Regions from separate parts of the Zea mays genome. Here regions 1 and 2 are each linked to region 3. Evidence: chromatin contacts called from public Hi-C data. All regions are on one chromosome and are shown on one strand. The core of a region is the stretch at or near the end of the contact, and the rest is flanking DNA. Distances in the headings are between cores, read along the strand shown.

What was found. Hi-C and Micro-C count contacts between places; a contact is called where the count stands out from the background.
Region 1: a Hi-C map of leaf shows a contact between it and region 3, with 5 times the contacts expected there. The contact joins the promoter of LOC103643978 here to the promoter of LOC118476175 in region 3. A contact is called at or near these places in 13 of 25 Hi-C or Micro-C datasets (bundle sheath, ear, endosperm and 5 more) and 2 of 3 datasets of contacts at active chromatin or transcription factors (leaf and seedling).
Region 2: a Hi-C map of tassel shows a contact between it and region 3, with 3 times the contacts expected there. The contact joins the promoter of LOC103643979 here to the promoter of LOC118476175 in region 3. A contact is called at or near these places in 4 of 25 Hi-C or Micro-C datasets (ear, endosperm, leaf and 1 more).

Annotation. Positions count from the first base shown.
Region 1 is chr1:281,042,440-281,046,750 of Zm-B73-REFERENCE-NAM-5.0, forward strand. LOC103643978 (BTB/POZ domain-containing protein At5g66560) reads left to right here and starts at 1,856. Exons shown (of 4, transcript XM_008667153.4): 1 at 1,856-2,827; 2 at 2,959-3,028; 3 at 3,106-4,311. The coding sequence starts at 2,784.
Region 2 is chr1:281,103,508-281,107,965 of Zm-B73-REFERENCE-NAM-5.0, forward strand. LOC103643979 reads left to right here and starts at 1,538. Exons shown (of 1, transcript NM_001176047.2): 1 at 1,538-4,458. The coding sequence starts at 1,735. The coding sequence ends at 2,235. LOC118476176 reads right to left here. Exons shown (of 2, transcript XM_035964380.1): 1 at 4,164-4,458; 2 at 3,536-3,817. The coding sequence ends at 3,808.
Region 3 is chr1:280,896,285-280,900,380 of Zm-B73-REFERENCE-NAM-5.0, forward strand. It overlaps LOC118476175 (protein JINGUBANG-like), which reads left to right and starts at 1,680. Exons shown (of 1, transcript XM_035964379.1): 1 at 1,680-4,096. The coding sequence starts at 2,950. LOC118476174 (serine hydroxymethyltransferase, mitochondrial) reads left to right here. Exons shown (of 16, transcript XM_035964378.1): 12 at 329-406; 13 at 591-702; 14 at 784-894; 15 at 1,034-1,197; 16 at 1,330-1,531. The coding sequence ends at 1,182.

The DNA of each region.
Region 1 (4,311 bases), core at 606-3,105, 150 kb after region 3:
AACTCCCGCTCATCAGGGATTTGATATCAAGCAAGCTGAATCAGCTTCCATCCCGCCACCGCCTGTGTTTCATAGAGAAGTTGTCACATTTTGATACGAAGGTTGGTAAGGCGTGTTTAGTTATTAAACAGACTCTTCAGCAGATTGTTGAGAAACAATACAATCTAACTTACGTTTTTGGCGAGTTAATTGATGAGGTCCTCCGCGCTGAGTCGAGGGACAATGAAGATGGTTATGATGTGCAGAAAACAACTACAAAATCAGATGATATTCTTCCCCATACGGCAGGTTAGTCAGTTTTATGGTCTTTACGTCAATATAAAAAAGTTATGCAATCATTTGTCGATATCGTTTTGATGCCATTATTTTAAACAATGTTTTTTTGTTTACATGATACATAAAAAGGATGTACGTGTCCGCCCCCCCCCCCCCAATTGTACCTGATATGTCTACGCCAGCATCCCAGCAGGATACGCAGTTTACAGACACACAGGTACATGAATTACTGTTAAGGCAACAACATATTCGTGTACTATTAGAAAGTTGCCCCGGTGAAGCTGATATTGATCCACTGGTTCATACAAATATAACGAAACAGAACAAAACACCTACAACCCCAGTGATAATGTTTTTCTTATTACTTGTATTTTTCATTGAAGGGTTGTATTCATCGTTTTCTTTAAATAGCATATAACCATTACAATTTTTTCAGGGTAAACATGGTGACGGTGGCCAGAACATGCCGACCAACACAAACGTCACTCCTAAAGCAACACCACATACGGAATCTTCCGACCGATATTTGATGCGACGCCGCAAATAAAGGTATGAGTACACCGCCTCGTTGTTTTTTCTATATTATTATTAGTAGTTTACTAAACTTCTAATCCATTTATACCATAATTGTTAGTCTACTGGCGGCGTCCAACAAGCGGCAGAAACAGATCTCCCCGACAGTCGTCCATGCTTTGATCAGACTCCATCTGAACATGTCAGCTCAGTAATTTCTATTTTCATTATAGTTGTCGAAACTGTTCACAGATTTCATACAGTCATGCTTCACAGTCTGACTAGTTTATGCATTACACAAAGCAGTGTTATGCATATTTGCACATACATGTATGCTAAGTAGATGTACATGTATCCATATCTGTTAATTGCTTATGATAAATTCCACATACATTTATGTCAGTTTGCAAGCTGATTTATGACACTTGATTCGGATCAGTAATGTCAGCTCAATAATCTTACGCCAGTTTATGACACTTGATTCCACATATGTTTATTCCAGTTTATATGCTCAGTAATTTTTATTTTCATTATAGTTGTCAAAACTGTTCACAGATTTATATGTATATTTTCATATATATGATCACATTCCCTTTTACCAAACCAGCTCTGGCTGGCTTCTCCTGGGCCATGATCTGTACGACTTGGACATGTATTCGAATTTTTTTAGTAAATTTATATGAACTGATGCGAAAATTCACTTGCACAGCTACTCAGTTAGTATTTAGCCGGCGGGAAAAGGGAATGGTTTCACTCTGCACCAGGGTGCAAGTATATGAATTGTCATTTGTCAGTAAGTGTGAGTTGGTGGTCGTCGTTCGTTTAATCGTTAGCTCTGTTTATCCTGGCGCACCCGTGTCGCTCGTGGCCGGCCGCGTCGGGCTGCCTGGAAAAGGAAAACGACCGCGGGAAAGGGGAGAGAGAAAAGGGAACGGTGCGAAAACGAAATGGCCAGCGGCAAAGCGCACACCTAAAAGCAGCGCCAAAGAATAAAGGGAAAAAAAAGGAGCAAGAATTCTGGTTAAAAAAAACAAATCTACGTACATGGCGTAGCGCGTACTGCTCGAAACATTACTGTATTATTATTAGTACCAGTTTGCTTTACAGTTAAGAGTACTCGACAGGCGGCAGTGGCAACCCAACAACATTCATACACACACACACAAAAAAAAGTATACTAGTAGGGAACTGAAACCAAAACATGGAGCGCAGTAGTGCAGATCGATTGTTCATTTCTCGGCTGCGCCGTACTACGCGGTTCGCCGCCTGAAATTGTTTCCGAGGGCATCCAATCCACATATCTTTTTCACAAAGGTTTTGCTGTTGGGTGTCGACTGTCGACGCAAGAAAGAGACCGCCTTTTGCTGCTATAATTTCATTCCCTTTTCCCGGCTGTCCAAATCCATAGCCGTAGACCGACGCAAGCAGGCAGGCAGGCGTAGGTGAGGTCTACCCGCCCGCCCAACAAGTTTCCAAGCGTTCCCTCTCATGCTTGCTTGACGTGGAGTGGTTAGGTCACACGCACGCACCTCATCGCCCACCCCTCCACCGCCGCGCCCGCGCCGGTCCCCAGCCACAGCCAAGAGAACACGCACGAAAGACGAAGAAGAAGAAGAAAAACGGCAGTAGATGAGCGGCGGCAAGCCGGCAGCCGGTTGATGACCGAAAGATTTTTAACCAAACCACGAGCAGCAGCAACGAGACGTAGCTTTCCATACATCGGCTGTCCTGTCCTTCCTTGTTTATCCCCACAGCAATAACTTCCTCTTCTGCTGACACTGGCCTGGGAAGTGGGATTCTGATGCCAATTTAATTGGCCAGGTAGGCGCCCTGAATTGCCACACCTACCGGCCCGCCCCAACCCAATCATACATCCATACGGCTACGAGCGACGGAGCGAGCGAGGGAAGTTGATGTTGTAGATGCCATCCTTCCTCTCCTCCTTCCGGATCGTAGTCGTGGCTTGACTCAGCGTAGCGGCCAGGGCAGCGGCCATGTCGTCGTCGGTCCGGCACGGCTCGTCGAGGGGCCAGGCATGGTGAGTTAAGTAGTGAGCGCCGCTGGCTGTACTATTTGAATTGCGGCCGGTGTTTCGATTCCATGCAGGATTCCGTTGCTTTCCCCTCGCGTGTCCGTCGTGTTGACGATGCGTTCCGTATCTCGCGCCAGGTTCTGCACCACGGGCCTGCCCAGCGACGTCGTCTTCGAGGTGCACGACATGACCTTCCACCTCCACAAGGTGAGTTCTTGGGCTGCTCTAGTCGTCGGGGGCTGCGTCTTGCTCGATGAAATTCCGCTGAGGCGTTTCCCGCGCAGTTCCCGCTCATGTCCAAGAGCCTCAAGATCCACCGCATGCTCAGCGAGCAGGAGGACCAGCGTCCGACGCGGGGACGGCGGCAGCGGAGGAGACAGGTGAGGAGCAGTGACGGAGACGATGACGGTGCTGCGGAAACAGAGATCGAGGAGGAAGAAGCCGAGCCTGAGCAGCAGCAGGTTAGGACGGAGGGGGAGGGCGACGGGCAGCCGTACTGCATTGCGTTCCCCGACTTCCCGGGCGGGCCGGGCACGTTCGAGGCGGCCGCCAAGTTCTGCTACGGCGTCCGCGTGGACCTCACCCCCTGGAACGTCGCGCCGCTGCGGTGCGCGGCCGAGTACCTGGAGATGACGGAGGACCACGCCGAGGACAACCTCGCGGCGCGCGCGGAGGCGTACCTGGACCAGGCCGTGCTGCGGCACCCCGGCGACGCCACCAAGGCGCTCAAGTCCTGCGAGGAGCTGCTGCCGCTCGCCGAGGACCTCGGCATTGTGTCCCGCTGCGTGGAGGCCATCGCCGCGCGCTCGTCGTCCGCGTCGCGGTCCTGGTTCGACGACCTGGCCGTGCTCGGCCTGCGCATGTACAAGCGGGTGATGGCGGCCATGGCCGCGCGCGGCGACGTCAGGGCGGAGGCCAGGGAGAGCTGCCTCGTGTCCTACGCCAGGGGCACCATCCCGGGGCTGTCGAGGTCCATGCGGCGCCGCCTCGCGTCCGCGCCCGTGTCCTCCGAGGTGGAGCAGAAGGAGCTCCTCGAGGCGGTGGTCGCCAGCCTCCCCGCGGACAAGTGCTCGGGGCGCGTCGTCACCGCCAAGTTCCTCTTCGCGCTGCTGCGGACGGCGCACATCTTGCGCGCGTCGGACGCCGCGCGCGCGGCGCTCGAGCGGAAGGCCGCCACGCAGCTGCAGCAGGCCGCGCTGGAGGACGTGCTCATCCCGAGCTACTCCGGCACCGCGGAGACGCTCTACGACGTGGACTGCGTCCAGCGGATCGTCAGGTATTTCCTCGCGGAGGAGGAGCTCGGCGGGGAGGCGTCGTCTTCGGCCGCGATCGAGGAGGAGGAAGCGGTGGCCGTGGCGCGGCCGTCCGCCGTGGTCATGGTGCAGGTGGGCAAGCTGGTGGACAATTACCTCGCCGAGGTCGCGTCAGACGCCAACCTCAAGCCCGCCAAGTTCTGCGACCTCGCGCTTTCGTTGCCCGACCATGCCCGT
Region 2 (4,458 bases), core at 288-2,787, 210 kb after region 3:
CGCAAATGCATGCTTTGCAAAGCGAAGATCCGGCCTGCCGTTTTGCCCGTGTAGAAGACTAGAGGCACTTCCTCCTATATATAGTCAAAATCAAGCATTATAGTCCAGTGTGTGTTTGTATGGCACGCGTTTACAGAAACAATAATTTAGTAAAATAGGCTGCGGACATATGATGCGTGTCGTGGCTCTTGCATGGAGGCCGTACGTACGTATGAGCATGCATGTCTGAATGCCCGTGCCAATCCAGCGGCGGCGAGCCGACACGCGATAATTTTTATTTATTTTTTTTAGCCACGCTGCGTTTCGCGGCTCGCGTGAGGCGTGATCTCCTTTGCTATCGCATCGCAGCGTATCCAGAAAGACCCCGCATGTAAGTCGCTACGGAGAAAACGGCGCGAAGCTGCCGTGTTTTGGCGGTTCCTACGGGCGATTCGTGACCCTACGCGCTCGCGGCCTTCCTCGTCGGAAAGCTCCGGCAGGCAATAATTATAGATTAACAAGCAAAGTGCCGTCTCCAAGAGAAGATCGATCGCCGTGCACATGTCTGTTCATCAGGCTAGCACATGAATGTGATGGATCTGCCTGATTTCCTTCTCCGTTAACCTGTTCATCAGCTACGTATTGATTTATGTGGTGTTTGGTTTGTAAAATCACCTCGTTCAGTAACTATGTTGCGACTTGCGACAAAATATTTATTTAATTAACTTATAGACATCTAAGTGATAACTGAGAAGAGGATGACTAATTTATGATATGTTTGATTGGATATACAAGAATGGATGAAACGAGACGGCCACAGTTTTTATAGTGTTTGGATGAGAGTTAATTACATGGGGGCGAGGTAAACATTGGGATAATTTTTTATGGCGGCGTGATCCAAAAAATCGAGGGAACGGTATCGTCCCCGCCTCATACCATATTCACCTCAAACCAAACACATCTAGTTAAACCAACCACCCGTTAGGGTTTTTCTATAGACTAGACAAAAAAAGAAGAGAGAGAGAAAGTAATTGTGTTTCTGGACCAATTGCGTCACGACACGCCTCGTTCTGCTGTACAATGTGTAGCAGCAGACTTGCGTATAACAAGGCCTGGAGGGCTGGAGGAGGTGATTAGGACACCAGTCCGTGTCCGTGTGCCAGCCACCTGCGCAGCAAAAGACACTGCCCACTGGCCCATCACCATCAGCGGCCGGACTGCGCAAGTGACGAGAGGAGAGGTACACTACACCGTCCCTGGCCGGTTGGTCCCACGATGCCATGCATGCAGAGAACCAGCGCCAGGTAACGGGACGCGACACGGTGGCTAGCCAAATCGATGCGCCTGCGCGTATGGGCCTGCTCGCTCGCACGGCACAGTGACGGGCGCGCGCACACGCATTTACGCGCGCGTACTGCAGAGCCCCGCATGCAAGCTGTCCTCAACAACATCCAGGTTGGCATCCTCTCTCCTCCGTCCCTCCCCTTCGCCGCACTAGCCGACGCGTCCACCTCGGCTATATATACACGCGAGCCCCGGACACGCCGCCTCGCTTACTCATCTCAACTTCTCCACCAGTCAAGTCCACCAGCCAGCAGCTCGCCGGCTGCCTCGCTCCTGCTCTGCACTGCACTAGTCGCCGCTCGAGCTACCCGGCTGTAGCAACTAGCAAGATTCGTTGGGTCCGTGAACGTGCAGACGCAACACGCTAGACTGTCTAGACACACATTATCAGATTCGTTCTGCAGTACAATAATGGGAGCCTGCAACTCGTGCGAGGCCACGGCGGTGGCGGCGGCGCCGGGGCCGGCGACGGCGGAGGCGAGGGTGGTGCTCGCGGACGGCGCGCTGCGGCGGTTCCCGGGCGGCACGCGGGCGTCGCAGGCCGTGAAGGCGGCCGCCGGCGGGGCGGCCCCGACGGCCTCGTGGTTCCTGTGCAGCGCGGACGGGCTGGAGCTCGGCGGCGCCGTGGCGCCCGTGCGGCCGGAGGAGGCGCTGCAGCCCGGGCAGCTATACTTCGTGCTCCCCGCCGCGATGCGGCGCCGCCCGCTGCAGGCCGAGGAGATGGCCGCGCTCGCCATCCGCGCCAGCGCCGCGCTGGCCGGCGACCACGACGGTCCGCTCGTGTTCCCGGAGGCCGCCGCGGCCGCGGCCGCCGGCGCCGGGGCGCGGTGCGGCAAGGCGTGCCGGAGGTCGAGGAGGGGCGGCAGCCGCGGCCGGGACTTCGCGCCGGACCTCGGCGCCATTGCCGAGTAACCAACCGTCCGTGGCAGCCAGCTAGGAGAACGGGGGAACCTAATTAACAGCAGTCGCGTCGGCAGCCCGCGGCGACATGAAAATGAAAAAAAAAAACACATCCATCTGTAGCTACGCGTAAAAACTGATCTACTGGACGCTTTGACTAATGCTAGTGTAGTGTAGGTGTAGTAGCCGTGTAGGAAAAGAAATGCAGTCCATCTTGCATCTGGTGTGTACGTAGAATACTAGTACGCGACAGGCTGTGCGTGTAGATTACGCACGCGAGCATGCACCGCGATCCGGACGCCCAGGAGGCCAGGACCCGGGTGTGTGTCTGACTCTGACTCCCGGGGCCCGCATTGTGATGAGCTGAGCTGTAAGCCGCTGGGCCTGGGATTCGTGTATGCCAATCAGCCGATGTGGCGAGCCAATGAACGGCAAACGAGTCAACGACTCGGATTTGCCAGCCTGAGGAGCAGATTTTGCTATGCAAAAAAATTTGCGTTTGTCTTGTGCTGCAATATTTCGTATTTCCTCTTCCGGTCGGCTGTATGTAGAAGGCGTACGTAGAGCTGTATACCTGTATAGTATGGCTTGGTTTGGGGTGGCCGGCTTGGGGAAGCAACGTGCACAATTGGGTACGAGGACAAGGATGGGGGCCTGCCTGCCTGGCTGGCTGGACACCCTCGTCGTTTGTTGGCCACTGGCCACTGCCGGCCGGCAGCTCGGGCCGCCGGCCCAGGCCATCGCTGGGGTGGGATCGTGGGATTTGGGACAGGATGCGATTAGGAATGAATTTGAATGTCTAGAGATCAGAATTATTCGTATTCAGATAAAATGGCTAATATGGATATTCGTTTTCGTATTCGATTTTAATATGTATGTTAAATTGACATATCCGAATTCGTTTTTCTCTATCCAGTTTAAGATTTGTATTCAATAACATTCGACAAAACCGTGAAAAATCCGATACTATTTGTATCCAAAAGTAAAAAGTATTCGATAAAATCAATTTAAACTTATTTTATTACTAATTACAAGTAATTTTAAACTTTAAATAATGTACTAAAAACTGTTATACACCATTTAAAATGTAAAAAATATTCATATCATAAATAAACGACTGTGTTAATCTTACATTACTAGTGATATACAATGATAAAGTTTAATTGATATTTAAAAGTCTAATTTTGAATACATTAGATTATTCGAGTTTTTAGTGTCTAAAATACAAATATACTTAATATACGAAAAGATTATATCTAGAGTCCAAAATATCTGATACTTAGTATACTGATCTAAGTGATGGATGACGTCGTTGATCAAGAAGTGTTATAGACCACTTTATCAATGAGCAACTGCTCTCTAAATATGTACATCTATAGAAACATACCTTCACATTTGTGTGTATAACGACAAATCAGTAAATAAAAAAAATAAAACATAATTTTCGTCCTCATCTATCTTTGGAGTGTCTTGTCAAAGCTGTTACAAAATATTGTATATTGTATATGTGACCAATCCAAAGGGTACGACAGATTCTCCCTAAGGGACATATCCCTTGGGATACACCCCTTCACATGTATATAATCAGGACTCCCTGCAATAATAAAGGATAACTGTCACTTTCTCTCTACATTTTCGTGTCTCGTTACCACCGAGTTATAACACGTTATCAGCACGCGATTCTCCACTGAGTTAATCGGCAGAAGAGAACGGACTACGCTGTCGCTAGAGCAGTTCTCAGCGACATGATGCTGCAGAGGCAATTTTCTAGCCTTAATCACGATGATGGATGACCGATGTACTTGCGTCACATCAACAATGGCCAACCGCACTGGATAAGTCAGAAGTGAGAGCATGGCCTAAATCATGCATGATTGCATTGCTTCCTCACTTGCGTTGGAGACAACAAAGATTAAAAATGGTATGCGATTTATGCTTACTCAGTTTTGTTATGTATCTGTCGGTCCTCATCTGCAATGGCGCTGTTCTTGCACACATGTGTGCTGCAATCTTGCGGACAGACGGTGGTAGCGCTGCCCGCCAGAACTTGCGCCAGAGGAGTCTCGCGCCCGCTCCGCTTGGGCTGTTGGGGCCACGCCACGCCACCGGGGCTGCTGGGCCCGTGCCCACGCCGGGGACACCCACGGCCGGACGGGGCCATGCCAGCCGCACCCGTGCCGTCGAGGCCTCGCCCGCCTAACAGCGGCACACCGAGCGTCGAGACCGCGCCGGGAC
Region 3 (4,096 bases), core at 430-2,929:
GTCCACCCTCACCGCCCCACCCCCTGGCCTCAGACATAGAATAAGAGCGAACAACAATTATTTTATTTAATGAAGCTATATAGGATTCGAGCTTAAGACCTGGCTCTAGTACTATATTGAGTTGCATGCACCGACTAGTTCTAATGGAGAAAGCATGCAATTCTCTTATACTTTAACAAGCTACATTAGATAACGTTATTTGCAATGATGTTACCTTGCATTTTTATTAACTTCAGCTGGAAGAAACACAAATGTGTTGTCTTGAAGCAATATTAATTGTGATGCTATACAGTTTGAATCACTTACTTGATGGGTATATTGTTATCAGAGCCTGATTTCAAAAGGATATGAACTCGTCTCTGGTGGGACTGACAACCATTTAGTTCTGGTGAATCTCAAGAATAAGGTAGGATAAAAGTGTGTTTCACGTTTTGTCATTTTTTTATAGATATTAGCTATTGCTTTATACATACTAGCTACTTTTTTGTACGTATTATCTAAATGTGCTAAATAGACAAAACCTACTTGTTTCCAGTTCTAATGCCATGTCTGAACAATATTGTATTTTTAAAAAAAATTTATGTATATAGGGGATAGATGGTTCAAGGGTGGAGAAGGTTTTAGAAAGTGTGCATATTGCAGCAAACAAGAACACAGTTCCTGGTGATGTTTCAGCTATGGTGCCAGGAGGCATCAGGATGGGTACGATATTTTGTCATAGAATGTTTGTATACTTTATTCTTAATTTTGCAAATTCTTAATATTAGCTCTCCCGTCATGCAGGAACCCCAGCCCTTACGTCGAGAGGATTTGTTGAAGAAGATTTCGCTAAAGTTGCTGACTTCTTCGATGCAGCAGTGAATCTGGCCTTGAAGATTAAGGCTGCAACGACAGGTCACTCAAAGTCTTGGTTTTTTCTCCCTAAGAAAACAAACCACAGTGACTGTTTTAGATGCATTTGCATTCGTTGAGGTGTCCTTATCACTAGTTGGATGATCTGATTTATGTTTTGTTTTTAATTCTTGCAATTTAGGTGGAACAAAGCTGAAGGACTTTGTTGCCACTTTGCAATCTGATAGCATCCAAGTTGAGATTGCAAAGCTTCGCCATGATGTAGAGGAATTTGCAAAACAATTCCCAACAATTGGATTTGAGAAAGAGACCATGAAATACAAGAACTAATATCTGGATGACAAGGTATGCTCTATCTTTGCACGGTTTAGTCATTATGCATTCTAATATACAGTAGCTCAGTTGTGAAAGGGGGTACCGGAGCTGGAACTGCCGTTTTCTTACTTGGCTGAGCGCTTCCCTCTTATCCATTTGCAGAAGAGAATGAGGTCACTCTTCTTGCAGTAAGCATTCGAAGCAAGATGCCACGATGATTATTGGGAGTTTAACCATGGTGTAATGGCATCTTATGTTAAAGAGATGTTGGCAATTTACAGCATGTGGAACTTTCGTCAATCATATTGTAGACACATACCGCGAGATGCTATATTGACCGGACAATTGCATTTCCATATGTGTACATCCTTTGCGTTCAAAAAAAAAAAAAACGTACATCCTGACACACACTCCACCCCCATCCCCACTCACAAGCACACGTCACCCTGCCCGCAAGGCTATCTACTCATCTCTATAATCAAACTATACTATGTGAAAGTTATAGTCTACGGTGCAAAATAGTGTTTTAGATGACTATGTGGATAAACTAATGAAGACAGTATAACTATATGTACAACCTCATTTAAAAGGTCTCTAAGAGATTAATTAAAAAAATACGAGACAAGCTCTTCGTTAGAAGTACGTGTCTATATGATTCTCTATACATATTGTCTCTTATTTGTGTTTATGATCCAAAGGTATAAAATTGTATTGCACTTGGAAAACCGACCTAGAGTCGCTGAGTTGTATATGCCCTAACACACAATTTCCCTACCTATGTACTTGGCTCATGTGTGTTTTTTGGGAAGGTAAATTTCATTCATAGTTTAAATACAAAATACAAAGATGGAGCAAAAATTGCCCTATTAATTTTTTCCATAGCTATCTAAGGGTATGTTTGGATCCCATGAACAAAAGCGAGATGATTAAAGTTTAGAGGGTGTTTGAATGCACTATAACTAATAGTTAGTTGGCTAAAAATTGTTAGTGGAATTAGTTAGCTAACAAATAGCTATATAACTATTAACTAATTTACCAAAAATAGCTAATAAGCTGAAATATTAGTTAGGTTGTTTGGATGTCTCAACTAATTTTAGTCACTAACTATTAGTTTTAGTGCATTCAAACATCCCTTTAGTTACTTTGTAAGCTAAAGATCCAAACAGAAAAAAAACTAAAAGTGATTAAAAGAATACATTTTTACCATTTTACTCACTTTTAGCTCTTGTTTAGATTTTTAGCTTCTAAAGTGACTAAAGTTTAGTCACTTTATTTTAGTTCATAGGATCTAAACAGACCTTAAATATGTTTCTAAAAACTAAAGTGCTAATTTTCACATAAATCAGAATAGAGGCAAAAAGGGGGCAAAACAAGAGGATAATCGCGTTGACTATTCATTTCACGCAAATCACCTTACACATTATTGCTAATTTATTTTTAAGTTTATGTGAAACACTCGAGTTCACGCTTCAAATGTGTATATATACTCTTACGAAGTGGGTACAGTTCCTGTGCTCCATGTCTAAAGATAGTCTTCCCGAGCTCAAATTAGCCTCCTAAACTGATGAGAGGGAGCAATTCGCGGGAGGTGGTCCCACCATTTCTTCCCTGTCAACCTCTTTAACGCTCCTAACGACTTGTCCCTTCCCTTCCCGCCAGTTTCTCTTCGCCTCCCGCTCTACCTCCTACGATCCGCAGATACACAGGCCCGCGCTTCCCCTCCTCTCGCAGTTCTCGCGTCCACTGTACCGGAGCTCCACCACGGCCTCCGGAAAGAAACAGATGAAAGACAGCGACGGCGAGGGCACCGGCGGTGGCGTCGCCCGCTCGCACCCCTCCAATCTCCCGCTTCCGACTCCACAGTCCGACCCGAACCTCCAGTTCTCGGGTGGGACGGACGATGAGTCCTCGAGCCGGAATAGCAGCTCCTCTGCCACCGGCGGCGCGAGCCCCGGGTACTACTCGGACTACCCGTCTAGCTTCAGCGGCGAGTGTTCGCCGTACAACATGTCCCCCTGGAACCAGACCATGGCGTCCCCCTGGTCGCACCACAACGAGGCGTCCGCCGCCGGGCTCGGGGGGCCGCCCACAATGGCGCCGGGGACGAGTCTCATCAGCTCGCTGGTGAGGGAGGAGGGCCATATCTACTCGCTCGCCGCCAAGGGCGACACGCTCTACACCGGCTCGGACAGCAAGAACATCCGCGTCTGGCGCAAGCAGAAGGACTCAGGCGGGTTCAAGTCCTCGAGCGGCCTCGTGAAGGCGATCGTCATCTCCAGCGAGCGCATCTTCACGGGCCACCAGGACGGCAAGATCAGAGTGTGGAAGGTGTCGCCCAAGAACGGCATGCACAAGCGCGTGGGCAGCCTGCCGCGGCTGCGCGACTTCCTGCGCGGCTCGTTGAACCCGTCCAACTACGTCGAGGTGCGCAAGAACAGATCGGCGCTGTGGATCCGGCACAGCGACGCCGTGTCGTGCCTGAGCCCGACGGACCCGGCGCAGGGGTTCCTCTACTCCGGCTCGTGGGACCGCACCTTCAAGGTGTGGCGCATCAGCGACTCCAAGTGCCTCGAGTCGGTGGTGGCGCACGACGACAACGTTAACTCCATCGTGGCGGCGTTTGACGGGCTGGTGTTCACGGGCTCGGCGGACGGCACGGTGAAGGTGTGGCGGCGCGAGCAGCAGGGGAAGGGCACCAAACACACGGCCGTGCAGACGCTGCTGAAGCAGGAACACGCGGTGAACGCGCTCGCCGTGAGCGCCGTCGCGCCGGTGCTCTACTGCGGCTCCTCCGATGGGCTGGTCAACTTCTGGGAGGGCGACCGTCACCTCGTCCACGGCGGCGTGCTGCGCGGGCACAAGAAGGCCGTGTTCTGCCTCGCCGCGGCCGGCGCTCTCCTGCTCAGCGGCTCCGCCGACAACACCATCT